Regions from separate parts of the Mus musculus genome. Here region 1 is linked to region 2. A link is a contact called in public Hi-C data. All regions are on one chromosome and are shown on one strand. Each heading gives the region's core, a stretch centred on a gene start, on an enhancer-like site or on the middle of the called end of the contact. The rest is flanking DNA. Distances are from core to core; before and after follow the strand shown.

What was found. A called contact is a pair of places that touch in the nucleus more often than the background predicts.
Region 1: a Hi-C map of embryonic fibroblasts shows a contact between it and region 2, with 5 times the contacts expected there. The contact joins two enhancer-like sites.

What each region holds. Positions count from the first base shown.
Region 1 is chr10:16,876,613-16,879,847 of GRCm38.p6, reverse strand. No RefSeq gene overlaps it. Among named protein-coding and RNA genes, the nearest start is that of Gm20125, 220 kb to the left of the region's middle. Within about 2 kb of position 1,412, at least 40 of the 459 cell types and tissues checked have an H3K27ac peak or open chromatin away from gene starts, as enhancers often do. A contact at or near this core is called in embryonic fibroblasts, where this site is marked.
Region 2 is chr10:16,497,301-16,501,095 of GRCm38.p6, reverse strand. No RefSeq gene overlaps it. Among named protein-coding and RNA genes, the nearest start is that of Gm20125, 600 kb to the left of the region's middle. Within about 2 kb of position 2,280, at least 36 of the 459 cell types and tissues checked have an H3K27ac peak or open chromatin away from gene starts, as enhancers often do. A contact at or near this core is called in embryonic fibroblasts, where this site is marked.

The sequences.
Region 1 (3,235 bases), core at 163-2,662, 380 kb before region 2:
TTCTGGCCATGGATCAGTCATTGCTGTAACGCTGTCATAGAAGCTAAGGCCAGCTTGAGCCTCTGTTGGAGAACCTCCAGAGAGAAGAAAGTCATTACTTCACAGGAGAGCTCATTACTGGGTGGCATCCACATGTCCCGTTGTATTTTACTTGATTATATCTATTTCCAGTAGCTTTCTTGGTTTTTAAATGAAAGGTAATATCAAGTCTTTATTGATATATTCAGCCTGTCGTAATATATAGCACAAAGGTAGCCATGTGAAAAGATGACCTTATGTTGATTTGATGATAAACAGAAAACAAATATTTATCCAAAGTAGCTTTAAAATGACATAGCTGTTATTTGTTTGGGGGACATAAAAAACACTATTATACAAACCACCAGGAAAACGTAAGTAAAAACAGTAGATTAACAACATGCATTTTTTAATTTCATTCTGCTAGGAGTATGGTTTTTATCTCACGGATTCTTCTTTTGCTGATGATTCTATTAAATGCAGCTGAGCTAGATGGATTGTATCACAAAAACTTTATTTTGTCATATTTAGGAGAAAAATGCCAACTGAGACAGTGGTTATAAAAATTCATTGTTCCAGCAGCTGTTTGGTTATAAAATTATTATACTAAAAGCTTATAAATACATGCTGCACACTTCATTGAGAGGCAAAGTGGTGTTTTATGACTTTTTAGCATTTCTTAGGCATGATTTTCAGTAATGAGTTAAAACAACTTTCTTATAAAAAAGAAAATGCTTTCATGAATTTTCTTTAGAATCACAAGGGGAAGACTTGTCTGGGAAGGGAAAGAACATTGGTGGGAATTCCAAGGAGTGGCTTTGAGTACTTTGAGCCTTTCTGTTTGTTTTTTATTTTTGGTTCGGTTTGGTTTTTTTTTTTTTTTTTTTTTTTTTTTTGCTTTCTTGTGACTTTGAGAAGCCATTATTATGAATAGTCATTCTTCGTACATGTGAAAAGATACACTTGCTTTTACTGGCTGCTGCAAAGGATGGTGTTAAAAATCACAGGAAGCCCTGTGATGACCAGTCTTTAGTAAAAGCAATACTGGGACATGTACATAAGCACAGGGCTGATTAGGAACTTTCCATTCCAGATTATAGTCCTAGAGGACAGGCCAGCAAATGTATCCATATATATCACAGGATTATATACTGCCAAGTCATGGCTTGATCAGACATGCCCACATTAAAGTATTCAGTAAAACAAAGCAGAAGTGTATTATATACCACTTTTTTTCTTTTCTTTTTTCATTTATTTCTTTACTCATTCACTCACTTTACCTCCTGATTGCAGCTACTCTCTCTTCTCAGTCCTACTCTTATAAGTCCCATGCCACCCCATGACCAGTCCCCTCAGAGAAGGGGAAATCCCCCTTGGGTACCACTCCATTCTGGCACATCCAGTCTCAGCATGACTAAGCACATTCCTCTCCCAGTGGGCCCAAGCAGGCAGTTTCCCTGGGGAAGGTGATCCAATGGCAGGCAACAGAGTCAAAGACAGCTCCACATGAAAACCAACTTGTAGATCTGATACAAATTTGTAGAGGGCCTAGGGCCAGCCCCTTTATGCTCTTTGGTTGGTGGTTCAGTCTCTGTGAGTCCCCATGGTTAGGTGACTCTGTAGGACTCCTTGTGGTATCCTTGACCACTCCAGTTTGCTCAGTTCCATCCCCCACTCTTCCATAAGATGCCCTCAGCTCCACCTGATATTTGGCCTGTCTTATAAAATTTTAAAAAAAAGAAAAGAAGATTAATAAGAAAGGGATTCATTCATTCAAGTATGATACTGTTTTGCTAGTTTAATTTTAAGCTCGACTCTGTCCATCTAAAAGAATGTACTAATTTCACCAGTCTATAGAATGCTGAGTGTGGGTCACATTGTTCTGCCAAGTCAATCAGAAGGATCAGAAGGTAAAGTTCTTGATCTGGCATCCTAGTTAGTTCTGGTGCTGATAATAGGATGTAGGAAAGAAAGCCTTGATGAAGTGAACTGAGTGGGGAGAAAGCACAGTATCAGCCTAGCCCCACAGCAGGGCTTCTGAATATGAGAAGTGGGAGTAGAGACCAGGGATGCCAGGCATTCCTCTTCATGTCTAATAATGTTAAGATTACATTTGAAGGCTAAAGGGTGCCAACTCTGCTTGTAGAATCTGGTAAACATGTAGTCAACTCAAAAAGAAATTAATGTAACTAAGTAGTTTACTCAGGGATTTGATTTTTAATAAACTATTGAATGGTTTTTAAATTTTTTTATTGATTTATAGAGATTTAGAAAAATACTATAGAGGCTTCTCATGCAACCTTAATCCAGTTTTCTCCCAAGGAGTTTGGTCTCACATAAATATAGTACAATGCACAGTGCAACAAGCTAGCATCTTACTAAGCACATGTGCTTCTGTGTCATTTTATCCCATGTGCAGTTCTGTGCAAGAACTACTTCAATCATGAAAAGCAGGTATTTCACAACTACAAAAATATCTTTCATGCCATATTTTCATAGTTATTTTATTCCCTCTTTTCCCTCCAAGTAGCCTCAATAGTTGGCAACCTTTGATCTCTGTTCCATTTCTAGAACTCTGTCTTTCTTATTTTGTTAGATTAATTAAATATATAGTATGTAACCTTTTTGATTGGGTTGTTCAGTCAATTAATTGGATTTTGTCCTCAGCATAATGTCCTGAGATCTATGTGAACGTTGAACCGGTCAATAATTAATTGCATTATTGTTGTTGAATACTATGCCATGGTTCTGAATGTATAATATCTAGTTTAAATATTCAGCTATTAAACAGTGTCTTTACTATTAATATTTCTTTCTATTTTAATTTTATGGCACAGGTTCTTGCCATCTGTTCCAGAATTCCTTCCTGGTACTTGCTTTGTAGTCCTGGCTGGCTTTGAACTCACGGTAAGGCTTCCTAGGTGCTAGGATTACAGGCAGTATTTAGCTATTAAAAATGAAGTTATATTCATGTACTATGATGGAGTTCAAGATTTTATTTCTTGGGGTCAAAGTAATGCATAAGGATGTCCTTGTTACATTGTATGGATCTTGTACATTTTGTTTTCTGTGAAACTATTTGTTTTCCAGGATGGCTCTATTATCATTCTTTATATCATTTCATTTCTGATTAGCGAAGAACAAGGGATTCTATTTTGTTTACATTTGGCCTGCGTTTGTTCTAAAAGATTTAAGCATTTTAGCCATTTTGATGAAT
Region 2 (3,795 bases), core at 1,031-3,530:
TTTTTCATATAGTGTTAATTTTCTTTAAACTAAATTTGTAAATTGGATACTTCATACACATGATCCCATGAGTACATACTCATGTATATGTGCATGTGCCCAGAGAAGAATATTGATTTTGTTTTCTTCCTATTTAGTTCTCGTCCTTGTTTATTTGAGACAGGTTTTCTCAAAGAACTAAAATCACTATTCTTGCTAGACTGCCTGGCAAGCAAGCTCATGGGATCCCTGGATGTTCACCCACTGATGCTGGGATCACATGCCTATGCAGTCATAGCCTGAATTTATAAGGGTTCTGGATATTTAAACTCCAAGCCTAATATTTTCACAGAAAGCATGCTTTCCCACAAAGCAATTTCTTCCTTCCCCAGTATTACCTTTGGAAGATACTCTTTTACCCATTGAATTATATTGTCCTTTAGTAAAGATTAGTTGGTTAAATTTATGTCAGTCAATTTTTCTGTTAGGATAGTAAGTTTAATGAAACCAGCTATTATGTATGTTGAACTCATCAATTAAACAATGGCTATATAGGTGGATAAAACAATTTCATTAGTTTTAAATATGAATAAATTGAATCTCAAGAGAAAATTCTCAACTGTGTATATATGTTTATTTAGAGCTTAGACTTAAAACCAGATTGATAAGTAGAGAATATTTCTAGGGTGTATAATTGTTTCTATGACACTTTGTTTTTAAGTTTTTGAGAAACCTAATTTAGATATTTTGAATTGGTTTTACCCAGTGAAGCTGAGACTTATCAGTAGTAGAGATTTGTTTGTTTGTTTGTTCTGTTTGTTTTGTTGTTTTATTTTTGCCTGCCATTGCAGAGCATGCTATCTTGAGGTTGGCATTTTGCACACTATTACGAACTATTAAGTTGAATACGCAACACTGAAGAAAACACCCAAGAAAAGCAGCTTTTCATTGGGAGGCATCAATCCTGTGACTATAAATTCCAGAAGAATGAAAAACATGATTTTTTTTTGTTCTAGTTTGAGGAATTTATTTAAAACAAAACAGAAAGGTCAAGTCTCAGGAAGACATTCTGCGAAAGATGTAGTCTTCTAATTGAAAAGTACTTTTAAGTGGCGTCAAGAAGAATAACCAGTTGTCCATGGGAAACTATAAACTTGCATGGAGAAGCTGAATGAATTTTATATTATAACATAAAAAGAGAGTTGAACCTCATCTTGTAATCTTTTCATGGTACTGAAATATAGAATGAAAATAAAAGCAAATAATTGCAGATTTTATGCTCATATTTCAAATTCCTCTCAGCTCACACTAACCTGGATGTCACTAATTTGATTTAAGTCAATGCGTCATCTGACTTGAGGCTGTCATTTTGCCCTCTATTACACATTTAGGAATAAATACCTCTCTGAGGCATGAACTTGATGAAACACTCTAAAACATTTAAGCACTTAATCAAAATATCACAAATATTGTAAAAATACCTGTTTCATTTACCCATTTGCTTTATTAGTGATTGTAAATTTGTAAGCAGATCTCATCACATAGACAAAGAAGACACATAGTGGAGTGCCCTGTAATGCAGATATGTTTATCAAGCTCTTAGACTGACTAGAAATGTATTTTCTTGTTACTTTGATAGCAGAGCGGTAAGCACTTTATATCTCAGATCAATAGACAGAAATATGTATTTTACTGGAGAGAAGCGAGCTTTTGTATTGTCTTAAAATTCACTTTGCTGTCATAGGAGCTCATTTTAAAGTCTCTTTCTTGTCAGCAATAATATTTTGTTTCAGTCTGATGCATAATATGTTTCCCCTTTGAGAAAACTACTCATCTTAAATAGAACAAAGTTTCAAAATGGCATATTAGATTGATCTCTTATTCTTTGTGACTACAAGCTTTAACTCTGGAGAAAAACTAAGACTAACAAGAAAGACGATGGAATTTCACATTAAGAAACCTGATAGCTAAAGTTCCCTACAAAAATAAGGCTGTGACCAAAGTTGATACCTTTGTGTTGAGGTTATCATTGAGAGGAAAATAAGCAAGACTGGAACATTCAGACTTTGTATATGTGTCTATTTAAAGGACTTTTGACATCACAACCATGTGCTGTTGTCAGGGAAGAAATGGAAAATCTAGTTACGACTGTCTAGTAGGTCTATCATTATTCAGGATGAAAATACTGGTTAGTCATTCACTAACTCAGAATTCTCCCATTTTAGCAACTTAATACAATGTCATGAAACAACTACCACAGACAGTTTATAACAAGACTCCCTGCCAAAAATACATACTTGTAAGGAAAACAGGAAACACAGAAAGAAGTCAACCTTAGCCAGTGCTCTGAGTCACTCCTTCCTGTAGATTCATCTATTACAAAACTCTATTTTCACAAAACATCTAAAGTAGGGCAGGGTTGGCATGCCTGTAATCTCAGCAGTTGTGAGCTGACAGCAGGAGTTCAAGGCCAGTCTCAGCTATGAGATGAGATAGAACCCAATCTAAGCTATAGCTACTCTTTTAATAAACAAATAAGTAAAAGAGCTAAGAGAGTTCAGCCGAGCAAGGAAAAGATTAGAACCTCACAGTCCTAGTGATATCCCAAGCTTTTATGTATGTATTTTCTGGGTGAAATTAAGAGCACACAAATTTTGCCTTAGACAAATTTATTCTATTTTTTATCTAATGAAGCTTCCCCAGGTCCAATCATTTCCAAGATATAGCCCGGAAGTGAGTTGTCACAATGATCTAATCATTTAATACAGGGAACAAATTCAGTGAATTGATATAAAAGTGATACAATGAGATATTGATTGTGCTGATCCACACCAAAACCAAGAGGTCTTTCCAAAGATAAAAATAATAAATACAACTAATTTACTTTATTTAGAATTTTTGAAGTTCACTCATTGAATTAATCCTTAGATTGTAAGACCATCACATTAAAAATTAAAATAATATTACAATTATGACATCACTATTACAAACTGAAGCATATATTTGCTTTGTATATGTATTTGAGGTTCACAGGTGAAATAACTTTCCTTCAAAAAATTGCATAGCTAGCCAACATCGATGATAACTAATGAACACTAGTGGGATGCGAGTCAGTTTTAGGCTTAGCTGTAATCTACCATTTGTAGGCTCTGGGTTTAAAGATTTGTTACAGTTGTGAATCAGAGCCCTGAGCTGGGGCCAGGAACTTGCCATGCTGGGATGCCTGACAATTTAGTATTTTGCCTTGAGCAAATGAATAGCCTCAGTTATCAGGATAGCAGGGAAGCTTGGAAAGAAATGCAAACACTCAAACTATACGGTATATAACCATACCTACAGTCAGGTCAGGGTTAGGTGGAGATCACTGCACAGGCTTCGGTGCCAAGGAAAGTCTAAAAATTCTTGGGCACAAGATATCCTGAAATATTCCATGGCATCTCTCTCTCTCTCTCTCTATTTATTTGTTTGTTTGTTTGTTTTTTCAGGACAGGGTTTCTCTGTATAGCCCTTGCTGTCCTGGAACTCACTTTGTAGACCAGGCTGGCCTCAAATTCAGAAATCCGTCTGCCTCTGCCTCCTGAGTGCTGGGATTAAAGGCTTGGGCCACCACGCTCGGCTAATGGCATCTCTTTAACAGAGAAATCCCTGCTTCCTCTGAGATAAGTGGAACACCCTATGAATTGATATGTGACCAGGGCTAGATTTGCAGGATCTGTCTGGGTAGCAAGAAGTTTCTCAAGACCTCGTTTGGTTAGATCTTTGAGCTTGAGGAAAAGGCCCTTGTAGACATTTCTGTCTGCATTCCCTTTCCAAACC